2 separate regions of the Mustela erminea genome follow, and region 1 is linked to region 2. Evidence: chromatin contacts called from public Hi-C data. All regions are on one chromosome and are shown on one strand. Each heading gives the region's core, a stretch centred on a gene start, on an enhancer-like site or on the middle of the called end of the contact. The rest is flanking DNA. Distances are from core to core; before and after follow the strand shown.

The links. Hi-C and Micro-C count contacts between places; a contact is called where the count stands out from the background.
Region 1: a Hi-C map of spleen shows a contact between it and region 2, with 4 times the contacts expected there. The contact joins the promoter of ANKRD17 here to the promoter of LOC116585183 in region 2. A contact is called at or near these places in 3 of 3 Hi-C or Micro-C datasets (fibroblasts, skeletal muscle and spleen).

The regions. Positions count from the first base shown.
Region 1 is chr2:156,585,851-156,590,582 of mMusErm1.Pri, forward strand. It overlaps ANKRD17 (ankyrin repeat domain-containing protein 17), which reads right to left and starts at 1,631. Exons shown (of 33, transcript XM_032334558.1): 1 at 759-1,631. The coding sequence starts at 1,181.
Region 2 is chr2:156,416,620-156,421,505 of mMusErm1.Pri, forward strand. LOC116585183 (cytochrome c oxidase assembly protein COX18, mitochondrial) reads right to left here and starts at 1,759. Exons shown (of 10, transcript XR_004283494.1): 1 at 1,217-1,759; 2 at 1-80.

The DNA of each region.
Region 1 (4,732 bases), core at 381-2,880, 170 kb after region 2:
TAAGGAAGCATCTGAAGATACGTATGCATGCACATGTCACAGTCAAAGCTATTTTTCAGCCACTGAGTTATATAAAAACGTATATGGATCTAAGTTCAGTTCATCCACCATCCCTGAGAGAGCAAAGAGCTAAAGGCTACTTCAGCAGCCACGATGCTTATGGGAAGAAAAAAAAACAAAAAACAAAACCCAAAAGCCCTGCAGCAGAACAGTATGGAAAAGTACAGCTTCTCACGTGTCTCTCCCATACACACATACTTAGCCCTGAGTCCATTACAACCTTACCTCCCCGCAGAAGCGCCCCGGTGCACCTCGCGAGTGGGAGAAATGTACCAACCTCCGGGCCAGTCCCCAGGAGACTCCGCTGCCTATTATCTTCGCCCTCCCGCTTCGGTCCCGCCCCCGCCCCAGGAATAACATGGCCCTACTGACCCCAGGCCGACTCCGCCGGGCGTGCAGAGGGCATCTAACCAATTCCGTCCATCCTTAACCGTGTGAACCGTCCCAAGATAACCTGCTGCTCACCCACTCGGGGGGGCTGTGTGGTCCTCCCACCCCCCACGTGTCAGCTACCCTCCCCCACTCCCCCCCCCCCCACCTCACGATTTGGGCCGGGGAAAGAAAGAGGGCAGAGGGACGCCTGGCCGCTAAGACAGATCAAGCCCCAGGAGTCTGTCCCACCGCAAGCCCCCTCCCGCCCTCGGCCCCGACCCTTTACGGTCCCTTCCTCCCTCCAGCCTTGGAAACCAGGCCCTTGCCTCAGAAACCTCCTCTTCCTCGTCGTCGTCGTCCTCTTCTTCCTCGCTGTTGTTGCTGCTGGTGCCGCCGCCGCCGCCTCCGCCACCGCCGCCGCCTCCACCGCCGCCGCTGTTGTCGCTGTCGCTGCTGCTTTCGCTGCTGCTGGGGGGTCGGCAAGTCCGGTTACGCTTGGCCTTGTGGTGCTGCTGCTGCGGCGGCTTCTTCTTCAGGAGGAGGTCGCAGACGCGCACCATCCCACGAGGAGAAGAGGCCGAGCGAGCCCCGCTGCCGCCGCCAACGCCGCTGCCGACCTCCGCCGCCGCCGCCGCCGCCGCCGCCACGGGGGGGCCCGCCACGGCCGCCACCGCCGGGGGGCTCCCTTCTCCCTCAGCAGCCGCCGCCGCCGCCGCCGCCGCCGCCACCGGAACCGTCGCCTTCTCCATCCCCAGGGAAAGAGGGAGGGCGCGGACGGGGGAGGGGCGTGGGGGCTACGCTCTACCGCGACTTCGGCCGCACCGGGGCCGACACAGCGCTCGGTGCCGCCTCCGCCGCCACCGCCTCGGTCACCTCTACTGCCGCCGCCGCCGCCGCCGCTCCGCCAGCTCTCACCTCGTCTCGCGATACTAAGGGCGGGGAGGCTGACGATGGGAGGGAGGGAAAGGGAGGGAGTGTGAGGGAGCAAAGGGGGGGGGGAGGCGTAAAGAGAGACCCGGGTGTCGGGAGACCCAGAGGAAGGGAGACTGCGGAAAGGCGAGGGAAGTGTGCCTAGGGCGACTTCCGAGAGGGGGGCGGCGGGGACAGAAGAGACCCGCGGTTACTGTCCTAGCGCCAGCGAGCGCCCGGATTTCTTCTCTTTCCTCGCTATTTCCCCCACACACAGCCCTTCAGACCTCCCTTCTTCCTTCCTCGCTGGTGACTAGAACGCAGCCGCAGGCGGAAGTGCGGGTGACGCCATCAGCCGTCGCCCGAACGGTGGCGCGCGGGTGGCCGAAAGACGAAAGTGCGATTTCGAGGGCCGGGTTCCGGGTCCCGGCGGGCGGGCCGCGCTGCGAGGCGGGCGGCCCCCGGGCAGGCTGCAGAGGAACGCCCCGGGTAGGGTGGGACGCCGGCGCGGAAGCGCCGTCCCGACGCTTTTGTTAGCGGGAGGCCCGCAGCGCCAGATCCGGGAGGTGGGGCCTCTTTCTGGACTGTCGGACGTCGTTTCGCTCCTGGCCATGTTTCCCACCTCCGAATGCTGCTGAGGGCTGTGGGTCTGTGAGAGATGGCGCCGTGCGCGTCGGAGAGCCCTCCTTGCCTAAGTTTTCAGTGTTGAGTTACGGACTTCCCGGCCCTGACTTTACCGTTGTGTGCTACGGAGTTCGAAGAGGTGAAGTCTGAGATTACCACGACTTTGAAGTTTCCAAAGGGGAGAAGACAGGAGAAGGAAGCAGGATCGGTGCCAGGCTTTTGCAGACGGTTCGCGGAATGACCCTGATTTAGGTCTTCCAGTCCTCCCCGACTCAGCTTTTATCTGTGGAGGGAGCATTATAAATAATCATCCTTGTCTGTGCCTCTCTTGGAAGGAATGTGGTGAAGGGGGTTTTGATTTGTAGATGTATGAAGGACTTCCAGGACTTTCTGAAATAATAGCGTATCTTACTGAATTCAGAATTATCCCTTTCTGGTCCAATAAGAGTACAGTGGCATAAGGAAAATGAAGAAAACATCAAAGGCAGATGTACTGGCACAGGATAAAAAGTATGTCTCAGCTGACATAGTTGCCATTTTAAGACTGCTAAGTTTAATTGAGTGTGCCTGAATTTTTTTTTTTTTAGCATTTTTTTTTCTTTTTAGCATTGGCATACCATATGAAATGTGGGCAGTTGCCAGTACTCTACAGAGTACTATGGCAGAATTGGCAATGACTGAATCAATTCATTCAAACAAAAATTCATCATGTTCCTACTGTGTGCATAGGTTTTGAAATCAAAGTCTCCGCTTCCAGGGGCTGTATAGTAAAATAAGTGCTGTGGTAGATACACACACTGGGCTAACTATCTGCCTGTTCCTCTCCTACAGTGGTTGCTGAGTTGCTGTGCAGAACATTACATTGTGTATCATACCACTACGGGTTTAGGCTCTAGGAGCACAGCTGTATATCCATCAGCACCTTCTTTTCTCTTCCCACCAAAATACTTTTTACAGTCTTAAGTCCTAGCCACATTTCATTATATGACTTTACTTCAAACATCAAAAGAAGATTGATGGTGTTAGGCATAAAGTTCAACTTTCCAAATGCTGAAGACTTAGATACTTCCAGAACTTTCCTTTTCCCCAGTATCAGAGGAATGAGACATTCCCTGCTCTTACAGAGATGAATTATCCATCTGTGCTCTAGTTCCAGTAGCTGCTTTCTCTTCCTTTTATTACCTTTTCTATCTTTAATCCTCCATATTTCTGGTTCCACTCCATTTCCTTTCCTTCACAATTCTTTAAAGAAGATTGTTACCTGAATTTTACTTGTTAACCCTTTGCACTCTAACTTCTGTACTATCACACTATCAAAAACCCTCTTTAATCCCATTACTAAAAAATAAATTCTTGCTCTTTTACATAGTAGTAAAATATCTTGTTGGGACTAGTAAAATTTGGTCAAGCTACCCTGTTATTAGACAGAGTGCCTGCAGTGACTTTCTGTTATTTTTGGCTACCCTTTTTTTTTTTTTTTTTTTTTTTTTTTTTAAGAGCCTTGTCAAAGACTTGACTAGCCATTCATGAAACATTTCTTCTTCCTGGACATACAGCTAGACTAAAATTCCCAATTTCCTTTGCATTTAGTTGGGGCCATGTGGTTGACTTTTAGCAAATGAAATGTGAATGGAAGTGATGCATTCATTTTCAGGTTTAGTAAAGTTCCTTACATCCTCCCTTACTCTTTCTCCATCAGCTTGTAGCAAGTGAGTATCATAACCTTGAAAACTATATGTTGGAGATGCCAGTGCCAGAAAAGTGGCACATGAATAGCCAAATCACAACTTGGAAGATCTCCACCTTCAAATTAGAGAAACTCTTTTTTTGGACTTATTATAAGAGAGAAAATTGAGATTTGAGAATTTATATGTTATAGGAGCCAGAATGACCATAACTAATCCGGAAATTGGTACCAGAAGGGGAATACTGCTAGGACAGTAATCTAAAATCTGTTGCATTGGCTTAGTGATGATGTAGCAGATGTTAGAGAAACTGATATAGGAGGCCAGAAGAAGGAGACCCAGGTTTTGTAGGGCAGCATAACTGAAAAGCATATCACCTATCTATTGAGACTAGCTCCAGGGAAATGGTTCAAGAGAATAAAAGTAATAGCATATTTTGAATTTTACATTTTGCTTTTAGAAAGGTTTTACTAAAAAGATAAGCTCAAGGAAAGAATGGCAGAAATGCAAATGCATATGAATACTTGGAAGGATCAGACATGCTGACTTTCTAGAACTTGAGTGGTTAAAAAATGAAATGGAAGAAGCCTTGTGGGGTGCCTGGGTGGCTCGGTGGGTTAAGCCTCTGCCTTCGGCTCAGGTCATGATCTCAAGGTCCTGGGATCGAGCCCTGCATCAGGCTCTGAGAGCCTGCTTCCCCACCTCTCTCTCTGCCTGCCTCTCTGCCTGCTTGTGATCTCTCTCTGTCAAATAAATAAATAAAATCTTGAAAAAAAAAAAAAGAAATGGAAGAAGATTTGAGTACAGTACAGCAACAAAGATTATATCCAGGTTTGGTGTTCCCATCCAAGACCATTATTTTAGATGGCCTGAAGGTGGCTGAGATGAAGTACTAAAGAAACGGACATGGGCTCAAGGAACCAAAGAAGTAAATCAAGTTCAAGAATTACATAAGAAAGAAAGTTGGGTCAGGGTACCTGGCAGGCTCACTCAAGAGAATGTCACTCTTGATCTCAGGGTCATGAGTTCAAGCCCCAAGTTGGGTGTATAAGTTACTTAAATAAGTAAATAAACTTAAAAAA
Region 2 (4,886 bases), core at 509-3,008:
CTCAACTGATTTGCACGAACCGCAACTTCTTGGTTAAGATGCCTTGCAATGCTTTTTATTTCTGGCTGTAAATTTTCCACCTAGCTAAAGAAAAAGTAGAATTCGTTATGAGCACATAAAGGATCTTTATTCATAACTACTCAGAATTTTACTCTATTCTTCTCACTGAAAAATGTGGTTTACTGATTATTTCAAGAAAACTAAGCCTAAGGATAAGGTGTCAAATTTGCTTAAGATATCCTCAGTTACAACCAAATTCAAAGTCCAGCTTATACTCTTAGCTATGTGATCCTGGGCAAGTGGCTTAAGCTCTAAAACTGTTTCCTCATATATAAAATGTTTAACAGCACCTACCTCAGAGTCATTATAAGGATTAGATAAGAACTGAACCCTATACTTTAATGTTTCATATTGGACTTCTGAGTAATGATACTGAAAAAAAAAAAAGTCGTCAATTAAGTCTTGAATATGCTCTGTGACAGCCACAGTCACAAAAAGTTTGCATTAATTTATGCTCTGTGTTAACTGTTTCTGTAAAATACCCCACTGCCTTAATGGTGCTGATGATTCCCTTTGCTTATGGGTTCCACCTCCATCCCCAATAATTTGAAAACATGAAAACCATGATTCTTGAAGTCTTACATTTGAATAATACTTTGCTTTCAGAGCACTTTAAGCCACATTATCTGACTTGATTTCATAACATGGTGAAGTAGACCACGAAGCTACTACTATCCCGATTCCACAGGAGAGAAGCCCTGAAGCCCAAGGGGCTGCACTAACCAGAGTCGCAGCCCGAATAAGGATATCACGTTTGCAAATGGCTGGCTCAGCAGTTTTTTCTAATAAGAAAGATGAATCGGAATCCTCGGGGACAAGGATGCTGCAGACATACAGGCTGTTACGATCTTTAAGACGGCAATTGTACAGGTTTCTCCATACAATTCTGCTACCGCTGCCTTTATTCGTCTCCTTCTCCAACAGCAAGCTTAGTAACAGGGCTCTGAGCACGGACCCAGCAGGGTAAACGAAATGACAGGCACATGTGTCACCAAACATCTCTTAACTCACACACCCAATGCTAGTGAAACGTCTTAGCTAAAAAAGTGGTCGCGCTCAGGTACACTAAGCAACTCCAGAAGCGGATTCTAAGCCCCGGCAGACACACAGCACCCCTCGCCGCGCAGGCGGACGCGCAGGGAGCAGGCGCCCTCACCTTGGCCAGGATGTAGTGTTGGTAGGCGGCCAGGGGTAGCGTGACGGCGCCGCGGAGGGCCGCCGTGGTGAGACCGATGCAGGCCCACCAGGGCAGACCCGTGGCGGAGTGCACGCCGAGCAGCACCTCCTCCGTGCCCTGCACCGGCGCCGACGCGGCTAGCGCCTCGTACCAGCTGCCGGGGCCGCCAGAGGCGACCGCAGAGACGGACGCCGCCGCCGCCCACACCGGCGGAGCAGAGCGCCGAATGCCGCCCGCGGAGGCCCGCACCAGCGGCGGGTCCCGGGCCCCCAGCGGCAGTACGGCCAGCGGCCGCAGCCACCTACCGCCCGGCCGGAACAGCATGACCGCGCCCGGGCTGAGCCGAAACACCGGCCTCCGGGACCAGCGTCGGAGTCCGGGCCGCCTGGGAAGCCACGCGCACGCGCCGGCAACGCCGGGCGAAAACTCGGCGCGCGCCCTCCCTCAGGCTCGGTTGACCTTCCCGGTCCAGGCAGTGACGTCTGGCGTCGCCCTCGAGATGACGCATCGGCAGGCAGGTCCCGCCTTTTCCACGCGGCACGGGGCGGGCCTGACTGCGCAGGCCCAGAACTTTCCCGCTGCCGGCTTGGGGCTCCCCCGAGGCCCGACGGAGTGCAGAGCTAGGGGCGGGGCTTGCTGCCTCGGGCCCGGCGGGGCGGTCGCTGGAAGCGCTTGCCTCTTAAATTGGCCTTCCGCGGGTGCGTTTGCATTCCTTTTCACTTAAAACTAGTCATTTGCTTTGTAGTGGGTTCAATTTGGTCGGTGGTTTTCGTGACCTAGAGGGTAGCACCCCCCCCCCCCCCGCCCCGACCTCTTTACGTGCACCCTCATTGCTTCTGCGAGAGCCCAGGTGGATTACACGGCGCGTCGCAGGCTGCAGAGAGGCCGGCGCTTCTGGCCGACCCGAGTTTAATGCGCATCCATTAGGCACTGGTCAAAGTTCAGTATGTGGAAGAGAGATTTAACTGGCTCATCTGTTCAGCTAACCCAGCTGCAAACCGAGTGTCAGTTTTTATCTCCCATTATAAGTAGCAAAACTCAAGGATACTCGCCTTCCTTGAGGCGTTATCACTGGCAGGGAGACGAGGCCTTCACTAGAGCTTACATGCATCTTACATAAAGGTTCGAGAGCCTGAAAGTAGCATTAACCGTCTTCGACTTAAAAAGAATATGCCTCATCTATACGGACTAATTTTGACTTTTGTGTTCCGGGCAGCAGTATACAAACTGGAATGGAGTGAGAGTTTAATCACAGAAGGGTCACCCCTAAACCTAGAACCCAAATTGCGTTGTGCGGAATAAAACGTTGGTTAAAACAAGCCTCTGACAAATGTTGGGTAATGTTAAGTTGCAGCTATGGTTCTTATTTAATTATGCAATAATTATGCGTAATTTTGAAATACGTTTACATACAAATTCCAATTTATGCTATACAGAGCCTTTTTAAAAGAAAAAGGTACCAATGTATCTCCCTATCCATTTAAGTTTTAAAAAAGCAACCCCGGCGTCTGTGTGGCTCACAGCGGATCTGGTGGAGGTCCTAAACCGAGACCCCACTTGGGCTCCGTGCTCAGTGGGGAGTCGGCTTGAGGATTCTTTCCTTCTCTCTGCTCCTCCCTCCCACTCATATACTCGCTCTCTCTAGTAAATGAGTCTTTTAAAAATATTTTTAAAAATAAGCAAAAAATTAAAAAAAAAAAAAAAAGCAACTGGTAGCTAGTGACTACTAGTTCAATTTGGGAACAGTTTTTTTTTTTTTTTAAGATTTTATTTATTTATTTGACAGAGAGGGAGAGATCACAAGTAGGCAGAGAAGCAGTCAGAGAGAGAGGAGGAAGCAGGCTCCCTGCTGAGCAGAGAGCCCAATGCAGGGCTTGATCCCAGGACTCTGGGATCATGACCTGAGCCAAAGGTAGAGGCTTAACCCACTGAGCCACCCAGGAACCCCTGTGGGAACAGTTTAAATGGAAATATCTTCGCCTAAAGATTGGAAGTAAAGGAGCAAATTCTATGCTGCTGCAGTTCTCTCTGCCCAGAGAACTGGTATCATTGGAAATTGGCCCTTCCACAGTCACAGTTAAGCCTAGAGATTCTAACCCTTTAATATTCAGGAGAAACAGAGTTGATTAAGGTTTGCCTTTTCCAGAGTCACATTATATTCTCATTCTAAAGTGTTTCATTGCTTTAGTTTCAATATTGTGACCTCAATAAAATTTATATTTAACTTCTATAATTTCGTACTTATTAACATAATAGAGATGATCAGAACTTATCTATTTGGTAAAGAATGCTGGGGTAAGTCTTTGTCAGTTATATAGCTCAATACAAAGGGAGTGTTAGTGCTAACGTGTATGTACGGATTAATCCAAAATTCTTGAGTTGCAGAGTACAGGACGATAAGACCATACATTGAACAAACTAACTGGTATCTTGTCAAATCTAACACTGCAAATGAACTTGTGCTGTATACTTGGACATTTTTTTAAAGTTCAGCAATTATAATTAGCCATTCTTGTCTTTACTATGTCACACAACTAATTTTTTTTAACTTTAAGCATCTCAAAAATAGATACTGTTTCATTTTTTCCTGCAGTTTCTGAAATTCTTACCCATCAGTGCTGAACAGAGTGGGTTCAAAAATTAAAAATTGGAGTACAGGCTATTTACACATATAAACTATATAAATGTACACTTAAATTTCTCATTTCCCAAATATGCCCTCTGAAATGCTTGACAAAAGAACTTTTAAAAGATAATTTTCATGAGTAATTGTTAAAAGGACCTCTCAGAATTCGATTTAGGTTGAATTTCTTTTTCTTTCCTACTCATTTAATGCATTGCTTTTTAAAACCAAAGTTAATGTAAAATTAGCTTTTCATTTCTATTGAAAAATATTCTCTCATCTTTCTTAACATAGTTCTTACTTAGCATGCACTTTCGAAACTGTGAATGCATTTAAAGATAGAAGTCTAGGGGCGCTTGGGTGGCAGTGGGTTAAAGCCTCTGCCTTCGGCTCAGGTCATGATCCCAGGGTCCTGGGATAGAGCCCTCACAGCAGGCTCTCTGCTCAGCAGGGAGCCTGCTTCCTCCTCTCTCTCTCTCTCTCTGCCTGCCTCTCTGCCTACTTGTGGTCTCTGTCTGCCAAATAAATAAAATCTTAAAAAAGAAAAAGTCTAATATGAAACCTCTTTAATACACCTTAGTCATGACTCCAACTATCATAGCACAAAGAAATTCTTATTTATGTCAAGTCATAGTTGCATAATTTTCACTCACTTACCCAAAATACAAATGATAGAATTTTTGCAATCAAGGTATGTAACATAGTAAGTCATATTAAAGCATTAATGAAGCTCATTCTAAATTCATCATCTGGAATCGGAACTAGTTAACTGAGTGTTGTGACTTGAAGTGAGCATTTATCAGTGGAATGTATAGAGGTTACCTGGCTATCTGAAAGTAGAGAATTCCTAGCAAATCTTTCATACGTCAAAATAGTAGAAAGCAGAGTATACTCTGCTTTCCAAAAGTTTGCATTATACTATTGCAAAAGTTCTGTAATGCCAGATATGCAGGAATGAGTGATTCTGAAAATCTCAAAATAAAAAATAGAGGAAATAAAACAGAAGCTCTGAAGAGGTTTTGGGAT